2 separate regions of the Mus musculus genome follow, and region 1 is linked to region 2. The links are chromatin contacts, called in public Hi-C maps. All regions are on one chromosome and are shown on one strand. The core of a region is the stretch at or near the end of the contact, and the rest is flanking DNA. Distances in the headings are between cores, read along the strand shown. Region 1 has its middle 21 kb from the start of Gm5084. Region 2 has its middle 27 kb from the start of Gm19866.

Region 1 (4,894 bases), core at 1,159-3,658, 340 kb before region 2:
AGCCATGGCCTCACTCAGCAAGTCTGCAATGTCACCCAAGACGCAGGCTCTTTCCCAGGATCTCTCCCACCACCCTTAGCACAGTGGATTCCATTCTGCACTCATCACCTCACAGACTGAAGAAGGCTGCAGACGCTCCAGGTGTCACAACAAGGAATCAAGTAGCTGTCAGACAAGGTGCTGAGTGTGGCTAAGCGTGAGGAGATCAAAAGTGTTATCACTAAGTTACAGATCAGAGATCAGTAAGTTAAATGGTATCCTTGGGGTTCCACACGTGGTCCAGGAGCAAGACATAGCTGCCATACTCAATGCTACCTCAAAACTAAGCAAGAATTAAAAAGACTTAAGGATGAAAGGGAGAGGGGATTCTTTAAGATAGGAGGCCAAGGCATTCCTGGGGGTGGGGGTGGGGGGAGAGAGAGGGAGAGAGAGAGAGAGAGAGAGAGAGAGAGAGAGAGAGAGAGGAAGGAAGGAAGGAAGGAAGGAAGGAAGGAAGGAAGGAAGGAAGGAAAGAAGAAAGAAGAAAGGGGGAAAAGGTAAAGAGACAAAAAGATAATGTTTCAGATCTTCCTGATAAGCCAAGGCAATGTGCTCTTCCCAGTGTGTAAGGTTTAGCATAGCTGACTATAGAGAGCATTCCAGACAGTCATTAGGTAAGACCTGAAGGCCATGGTAAGTCAGCACAGTCATTGCTTGGCTTGTTACTGCTCTCCTTTTTACGTATAAGTGCACACAGTGTGGTATTGGGAATTAATATTTAACACAGTGAACTGCCAAGTCTGAACCCAAGTGAGGAGTTTCTAGGCAGCGGGAAGAAGTGAAGCTATAGGTGCCGACATTCATCTCACTGAGGCGGGTCTGTGTCTTCAGGCTGGAGTAACTCTCCTGCTACGCTTTAACCTAGCCCCTCAAAGTCAAGTCTGGTCCCTCCCCACAAACCTACCACCTTCCAAAGTACTACTGAACCAGACATCTGAGCCCCAGGAGCTGCATGTACCATGTTCCCGTGCTGGTGAACAGGTCACCTAGACTCTACGAATGCCTTCACCTTCCAACCTTCATGGTTGGCCAGAGAGGGGAGGTCTGAGTGTGGGGGTGGAAGTTGGGTTGAGGCACATTGATCATTACATCTTCCCATTGACCACTGCCTGCGAAACTCTTCCTACTGCAGACGCCTGTTTGGGAATTCTCTGTGCCAAGGAATGATATAGGAGGAATACATTTCAAAAAGCAAACATCAAAGTACCCTCTAGCAAGTTTCTATGGGGACCAAGAATGAGATTTTGCGGACCAGTAAAGCTTCAGAGATAGGAAGCTTGAGTTCATCATTGCACCTTTATGCTGCCCATCAGCTGTTGAGGGATGGCTCTCCTCTGCACTCCTTATCTGTTCATCACATGGCCTGCTAAGGGTTTGGTGGTAAAGGAAAGTCAGCACACTGTCAGTGTGTGGTGGCACGGATGGCCATCTTGACTTCCCCTAAGTTCTTGTCTGGACCAGCACACCTCGACCTATCAGATGGGAACTGAGAAGCAGACTGCTCCAGGCCTCTGTGGTCCAGCCTATGAGAGGAAAGAAGAGATTGAGGATGGCCCTGAACAGCAGGGAGCATCACACACATCCCCCGGAAGTCGCAGCTCAAACTTTGCACCATGCCTGAGAATGAGTTTGCCCACAGCGTCTGGCGAGCAAACAAATACAGAAACTCTTCAAACTTCACTGGAGTGGAGGGGTGGGTGCCGGGATGGTGTTATACACCTTATCAAAAGCTCAAATTGATTCAGATCCAATTAGAACCACTTTTGTCAAAATCCCAAAGATGTCAAAAGACACGGAAGCAACAGAAAGATGGAAACTGTCTCCAGCAGCCAGCACACGGTACCCACGGCTTTCTTTTGTCCACCCCTGCCCCCACCCCCACCCCCTAGCTCTCTCTTGTTTTCATCCACAGCCTCTCCAGAGCAGCCTTGGAAGACCTTGGACGACCACAGGGTAGGATAACATCTCCCTCTGAAATCCAGAGAGCAGCTGGTTTTTTACTCAGCAGCAAACAGGAATGCCATTTCCTTACTTCTCCAGACATGCTTGCACCATAGAAATAGCCGGGTCGAAGGACTGAGTATTTCTATGCACAGGCTCCTTCTTTTTTTTTTCCACAGACTTCTAACTTAATAAGGAACGGCTGGATACTGTAACTTTTTGGCAGAGAGAGGGAAAAAAAAGAGAAAAGGGGAGAGAGCCAGAGGGGAGGGGAAAAGAGAGGGAGGGAGGGAAGGGAAAGGGGGGGGCTCTTTTTCAAGACGGAATTGTTTACGATCTTTGTCTGGCTGGTGCCACCTGACCCCCTGGGAAGGGTAGAGTTTCTCCACATCCATCACGCCTACAGAGGGCTGTGTCAGGAGCCCGGAGGCCCTCCCCCTGCCCATCTATGACTGATGAATCACTGCAGTGCTCTGAGACACCCAGGCTGGACTGGAGAAGGTACATTCCCACCTCGCTCAGGACACTGTTGCTTTTGTGAGCACACTCCTCCCTTGTCTCTGCATCTCCCGCCTCTCATCTCATCTCTGCGGAGACCTACCTATGCAAGGGGTTGCTTTTCCCAAAATGTCGCCGGAAACCATCAGCATTCCAATGTGAGCAAAATGGCTGTGCCTGTAATAAACTGGGGCCTAGCCATTAAGGTATCAGGATCCCAAAGAGCATTTTGCAACACAGAGAGGCTGATGTCAGGCCTGACAAGATAGTTATCTGGTAAGAGCACAGACATTTCTCCAACCTGGCTCTCCACCCAGGAAAACACTGTGAATGGCTTAGGCTTTGGCTTTCTCTGGGAGCTCAGTTTCTAGCATGTTGGCAGAGCTCCAGCCTGATTTATAAACCTTCTGAAGCTCCCCTGCTTATCTGTCAAAGTGAAATTTAGATAAAGTTCCTCTGCAAGTAGAGATCAGGCCCAGCTGAATTGCAGCCATTAAATAGGCCTGGAAACTCCCTGTCAAGCACCGAAGCCAGCTCATCTTAGTATTGCATAGAAGAATCTTGAAGAACTACGGCACCGGGTCACACTATTTCATCTCTAAGAATCCCACCCCCGAAATTAATAAAGGCATTCTTTACTATCACATCTGATAAAGTGTCGAAGATTGCTGAATGGCCCTCAGTTCTTCCCAAGAATTACAACAGTTCTGGAAAGTCCTTTACATACATAAACACACACACACACACACACACACACACACACACACACACACACCATATACCAGAAACTGCAAAGTAGGCTTGAGTCCAAAACTAGAGCATGCAGAGCTGTCCTGAGACAGTGACAGCCAGAGGAAACTGGTCCTATCTAAAGGTCACTCACTGTCCCATACCCCGTACACAAGTACACAAGTCTGACACTTAATGTTTTTAAGAAAAGTCATCGATTCCGATGCTTGGGTGCAAGCTTTGAATGGTAGCCTCCGATTCAGCTTCAAGCCAAACAACATGTATGCAGAAGGATCTATCTATTACATAGTATGGAGGTATGACTCTTAGCAATTCACAGTGTTTCTAAACGATTACAAAAGTGTGACATTCCACAACATGGATAAATGATATGCATGAGATGGTAACATTAATTACCTTAGTTTGATCATTAAACAGTGCATATGTATGTCTAAGTTATCAAACTGCACCCCACAAAATATGCACAGAAAAGTACAGTTGGGCATGCAGATTTAGGCCTGCAGTTCTTAGCTGAGGTGGGAGAATTGTTGAGTTCAACGCCAAACTAAGCTAAGTAGCAAATTCCAGGCCAGCCTAGTCTATAAAGCAACCTTCTGCCAAAAGTATCAGTCAGTCAATTAAGCTAATTGACCATCCATGAACAAAGATATCTGACTTCTGAGTTTAAAGCCACGTGACACTGGTTTTAAATATCTGAAACAGTCTAGGACTTGGGAATTTGTCTCTGTCCTCACAATCCAGGACTTTGGGAGTCAAGAGAAGTCCCAGAATTTTCACAGAGTGTCAATCACCACATCCTGTGTGGAGAATGACGGAAGCAGGCCTTCCTTACATAGGCACTCCATGTCCCTTTTCCCAGCTGAGAGGGTCCAGAAGAAGGTGCCTTGACCACACAAGGAGAACCATGCCCACCTCCAACCTTGTGAGAGGCTCAGATGTACTTGTTGCAAGAGACACGGAGAGCCAAGAGCAGCAACAGGGACCTCTACTCTGATGAGCTCTGACTGATAAGACAATGGGGATACTGAGTGTTTGGAAAGTGTTTAATGAAACTGTACTTTGAGAAGTCGTCACCCCCATCTCTAGACATCACAGGGAAACAGGCTAGGAGAGCTTTGTTCCCATGAGCCTAACCTCTGAGGGTTAGACACGTGTTTGTATTATCTGATGAAAGTTGATAGTTATATGCTCTTGAAATAAAAAGGCTCCCATGGATTAGAAAGTTGAATTCTCTGTAATCAAAGGATCCTAAGGAACAGAGTAGGATGGCAGATTTTGCCTGGTAGAATTATCACACTATCCCTATTTCTGAGCTGTAGGGACCATGGACAAGAAATGGTGGAGACTTTGAGGATTAAGGGTAGCTCTGGAAATTTACCAAAATGGGACCACAACCTTACAAACATGTGAAGTTGAACTTTGCCAGTGTCTTTGTTATTTTTCTATTGCTGTCATAATACACCATGACCAAGGCAACTGATAAAGGAAACGGTTTAATTGGATTTATAGTTCCAGAGGTGAGAGTTCACTGGTGGCAGCTTAAATGAATGGCAGCAGGTGGCTGCAGCAACAGCTGGGATCTCACATCTTCACCCACCAGAAGGCGGAGTTAACTCAAAAAAAACAAAGAGTCTTCTGAAACCTCAAAGCCCACACACTCCCCCAG
Region 2 (4,968 bases), core at 1,659-4,158:
GTGACCTCTGTGGGTCATGCCCTGTAAGGAGCAAACCAAAGAGACTAGAAAAGTCTTCAAGGAGTGTCATATTGACATCAAGACCAAGTGTTAGAATCTCCTTCCCTCTGTGTGTGAGGAGGGTGCCCGCTGTTTATCAGCTATGGAGTATTCAACAGTCAGAGAATAAACACAGTTCATGGTTCCTGGCGAGGAAGAGCAGTAAACATTTTTACTCCATGAAGGCCTCGATAGTCAGGATATGATAGTGTACGTCAGTTATCTCAGTACTTAGAAGGGTGAGGCAGGAGGATTATCATCTTGAAGCCAACCTAGGCTACATAGCAACGCCTCAAAAACATCTCGTTTAAAATTAGAGATATGGGTAACTACGCTTTTACCCAGGGATCCAGATAAAACCTCAGATGGAACCTTCATCAACCGCATTCTCGTGTTTCCCATGAGACTACAAAAGAAGCTGGCAACTGGGCTGGTGGAGAAGCAGCCTTCCCTCCTCACGGGTACCACATGGGGACCTGAGGTGAAGCTGGCATGCCAGCTGATGCTTACTGCCATTCTGCTGCCAAGTGCCTGACCCAACCCTTTCAGGGGAGAGATGTGGATTCAGACCTTGTAGCTAAGTGTGTACGTGTGTGCGTGTGTGTGTGTGTGTGTGTGGGGGGGGGGGGTCCCTGAATAATTTACACAGGATAATCCAACTTGGCTAAGCCTGGAGAGAGGGAACATGGATCCTTATTTAGAAATGTCTTTCTCCCCTCAGAATTTAGAAAATATCAATAGAGTCTGAAAAGATGGCTATGAAGTCACCAGCATGCCTCCGCTTGTCCCGAGGATGCAGAGATGTCACACCTACATTTTAAGAGGTACTGATATAACCATTCAGGTGCACTCTGTGACACCCAGGGGAGTTGTCCTTCTAGGTACAAAAAGATAAGTGGCCTTAAGTTAGTGTGTGGGACTCTGTGACTCCTTGCTCTCTCAGTACAGTCCTTATGAATCTTTTAAACAGCTCTTCCTCTAGTAGCACATTGTGTGTCCAACCATAAATGCCAAAGGCTGCTTCTTATCTACCCCTGATACAACTACAGGACGGTAGCAGAGAAGGAGAACCCATTCTGTGGTCTCAGGCAGAGGTCCCACTGTGGAGGACAGGCAGAACCTCATGGCAGGAAGTCCTTCCACAAGGCTATTGGTCATTTCCATTTATCTCCTGAGGGGTTAAGGAAGCTGATTGAGAGAGACGTTCCCATAGCAACCGTGCCGGCCTTCCACTGTGAACATACTGGTTCCATTCCTGATGCAGATTACATCAAACTTTGCCACTTCATGGCTTCATTTTAGCTGAGGCAGATGGTTGTTTGAGAATGTGATCACCGCCACCTTGTGGCACAGAGGAAAACAAAAGACAAAAAGAAAAAAAAATCCCCCCTCTGTAAAGGGCGAATTGTGCTCAGTTTAGGGTCAGTCTTACAAACTTTGACCACTTTTTCTTCTCTGTGGAAGAGCCTTCGTGCTGATCTGTGAACTGGGGCTGTAACACACACAGCAAAAACTCTCCTCCCGGTATCTCAAAATCTCACTGGTAATGCCAGGATTGAGCCGTAATCCCAAATAATTGTATTAACAAGAAAGTCACTTCCCATAATCTCTCCAAAAAATAATGTTATCCACATACGTTTTGTAAAGAGGTCTGAGTATTCTGGTTTAGCCATGTTTGGATTCTGTTCTTAGCCTAGAACAAGTTAGCCTGACCTAAGAGTATTTAAAATCTCCTGCCCTCCTATGCCACATGGCTTGCTTTCAGGGCTTTGCATACCCTGTCTCCTGTATCCACTGTATTTTCTGCTGCAAAGACATCCCTGTGCTTCTTTAAATGGGTCTAAGAAAAATGATTTTCAGTAACTGTAATTGTTTTTTCTCATGGTGAGCTATCTCACTGTGGGAAATTTAACTCTGATAAATACATACCTTCAAACATAAAGAATTAGTTATAATTGTGCTCTGTGTGTGTGTGTATTTGTATATATTGGTGTGTGTGTGTGTGTATATTTGTATATGTATGTGTCTGTGTGTATGTGTCTGTGTATGTGTGTATATGTGTGTGTATGTGGCTGTATATGCGTGTCTGTGTATGTATGTGTGTATGTGTGTGTATATGTGTGTGTATAGGTGTGTGTGTATGTGTATATGTGTGTGTATATGTGTGTATAAGTGTGTGTGCATGTGTGTGTGTGTATGTATGTGTGTGTGTGTGTCTATGTGTGCTCACATTATATGGCTCTACAGTGTCTTGTCTCTGTGGTTACTAACACCCTATGATATGAATAGCAATCATAAACCACAAAAAAAAAAAAAAACATACCCAGGAGCTGAACTCTTCCTAACTCTAACATTAACTCTAGCCATGGGTGTGATACTTATTTGGCCTCAGAGGCTCTGGAGTTAAAAGTTCAAGACAGGAGGAGAGGAGGACATGAGCCTTTGACAGAAATGCTGGGAATCTGAAATAAAAATACATGAATATTTGAGAAAGAAACAAAATGTGCACCCAGGACCAACTCTAAGGTGAAGGCACCTTTTCCCCAGAGGCAGCAGAGAGCTCTGGTGTGAGTCTAGTCTTCACTTTTCAGAATATCCTCAAAGTTAGATGGGGACAGACAGACAGACAGATAGACAGACACACACACACACACACACACACACAGAGAGAGAGAGAGAGAGAGAGAGAGAGAGAGAGAGAGAGAGAGAGAGAAAGAGATCCCCAGGAAATAGAAGTAACTCAAAGCACATAATGTCAAGGACAGTCACAGATTGAATAATAGCATGTGTCCTTGTTACTAGAAACCCTTGCTGTCCCCAAGGTTTCAAGAAGAGACTAAGAGAACACAGATGTGATGGGGGAGGGGAAGCTCTGTTCAGCCACAAATGTTTATCTGGAATGCTGTGGTTGCTGTTGTCAATAACTGTCAACTCCTCCAGGCTACAAGGGAAGGTGGCTTGTACTTCCTGCCTGCTGGGTCATTGGGTGAGACCCAGTGACCAGTTCTGGTGAATGGGAGGAGACAGAAGTGACTTTTGCCACTTCTGGGACAGATTTGATTAGTGACAAGGGTTAGAGTTCTCTCTACTCCATGTACCACCATGGCCTGCAAGTCGAGACAGTAGCCAGTCAGGGCTCTCAAAGAAAGTGCTCTGAATACAGCTCAATGAGAGCAGATCTTGGCCTATCTGTGTGGGGTGTGGACTAGAAGTGAGGAACCAACAAACCCACTGTAGTTTAGGCCAGAAACATCTGGGTGATACGCGTTATTGAGGCATGGCAGAGCCCATCCCAACAAAAGCGCATCACCTTGAAGGGAAAGTTTGGTTGCCTTTTTGAAGTTTGCAGAGGTAATAGTGGTCTGGTGCTTCAAGAAGGTGCTGGAGTGGGTTGTTTTTGGTTTTGTTTTGTTTTGTTTTGTTTTGTTGTCTCTGAGAAGCTCTCCACCATCTTCTGGAAGATCAATGCTGCCTGTAGCAACTCTTACTTTATTTTAGGAAAAACACCAAAATACACCCTGCCTTGTATGAAAATAAATCAAGAAGGCTCTCAGCAGTTCTCAGTGGGGAGGAGGGAACTTCTAATTAAATCCATCTCTTGGGGACAAAGTAGAGCCTTGGTCTGGAAATGAAGATTGCTCCACAGAGCTGAATCAGAGCGGTGATTCACGGGCCTCCTGCTTTTCTGAGGGAGGGAAACCTACTCCTTCCTTTCCCGTGTCAATCAGTTATTCCTTGGTGGGGGGTGGGGGTGGGGAGGAGCTGACTATGGCTTCCCAAGGGCAGCCGAAAGGACCCTTCAGGAGAGCTGCACTGTTGGGCTTAGGATTGGACCCTAAGTTCACATTCTCTGCTTCCCTTCTGTTCTGATCCCTGGACCTTAATAAGAGGCCATCAAAATCTGTACCCTAGCTCCACGCTGGGACAGGGGAGCAAAGAGAAGCAAACCTCTTGGCTAAGGACCAAGGGTAAAGGGCCCTGCAGAACCTGCCTGCTGTGGTTGGAAGAGCTCTGACGCCATCAGCCAGAGCAAGGCCCATTCCTAAGGTCACTCTATGGGAGACACATGCACCAAAAAGATGACAAAGATCATGAGAGATTGAGGTATCCAATGTTGACCACTCCCTAACACCGATATAGGAAGGAGGGCCTGAAACAAGGTCTTGCACTGAGCTCCAGGATCTGCTAATCTTTGCTTAGCCAGAGCTTAGATCACATACACTTGCTCAGCGGTTAAGAGAACTTGCTGCTCTTTCAGAGAAGATGGGTTTAGTTCCCAACACCCACTTGGTAAATCACAACCATCTGTAATTTCCGTTCCAAGGGATCCAAGCGCCCTCTTCTGGCCTCTAGGAGCACTACATGCATGTGGTACACAGATCCCTGCAGGCAAAACACCCACTTGTAAACACATGCTACCACACCCAATTTTTCAAGTGGGCACTGGGGATTCAAACTAGGGATCTCAGGCTTACATGGCAGTTGCTTTACCAACTGAGCCATTTCTCCAGCTCCTAAGAAGCCCTTGAGACAACTGAGGTGACACTTGACCTGCCTTTACATTTTATGAAATTCAAGAGGCAAGGCTCCTTGAAGTGGAAACTTACAGTTTCTTTGGAAAGTCAATTGTGTCAGATGGTGTTTTGCTGGGGCAGACACGTGAAGGAGTGTTTTCCTGAAGCAGACACAGGAGAGAGGATGTTCTGCTAAAGCAAGCATGTGAAAAGACACATGATGAAGGATTCTTTGCTAATGACATGCACGTATTGGTCTGTCTTACATTGCATAGTTGAGCTGCATTTGTCAGGACTCCATAGAGAGAAATACACTAAAAAACTTCTGATGGTGTGCCATGGCTTCTGGGTGCTTCCATGAAAACAGACTGATTGCCTCCTGATACTGTCATGGATGGGACTCTATCCTCTAGTT

The links. Hi-C and Micro-C count contacts between places; a contact is called where the count stands out from the background.
Region 1: a contact with region 2 is called in a Hi-C map of cranial neural crest, with 2.0 times the contacts expected there. The contact joins two enhancer-like sites. A contact is called at or near these places in 4 of 39 promoter capture datasets (cranial neural crest, frontonasal cranial neural crest, maxillary cranial neural crest and 1 more), 1 of 15 datasets of contacts at CTCF or cohesin (the NIH/3T3 cell line), 1 of 484 Hi-C or Micro-C datasets (cranial neural crest) and 1 of 115 datasets of contacts at active chromatin or transcription factors (the NIH/3T3 cell line).

The regions. Positions count from the first base shown.
Region 1 is chr13:60,223,880-60,228,773 of GRCm38.p6, reverse strand. No RefSeq gene overlaps it. Among named protein-coding and RNA genes, the nearest start is that of Gm5084, 21 kb to the right of the region's middle. Within about 2 kb of position 2,408, at least 77 of the 459 cell types and tissues checked have an H3K27ac peak or open chromatin away from gene starts, as enhancers often do. A contact at or near this core is called in the NIH/3T3 cell line, where this site is marked.
Region 2 is chr13:59,886,196-59,891,163 of GRCm38.p6, reverse strand. No RefSeq gene overlaps it. Among named protein-coding and RNA genes, the nearest start is that of Gm19866, 27 kb to the left of the region's middle. Within about 2 kb of position 2,908, at least 73 of the 459 cell types and tissues checked have an H3K27ac peak or open chromatin away from gene starts, as enhancers often do. A contact at or near this core is called in the NIH/3T3 cell line, where this site is marked.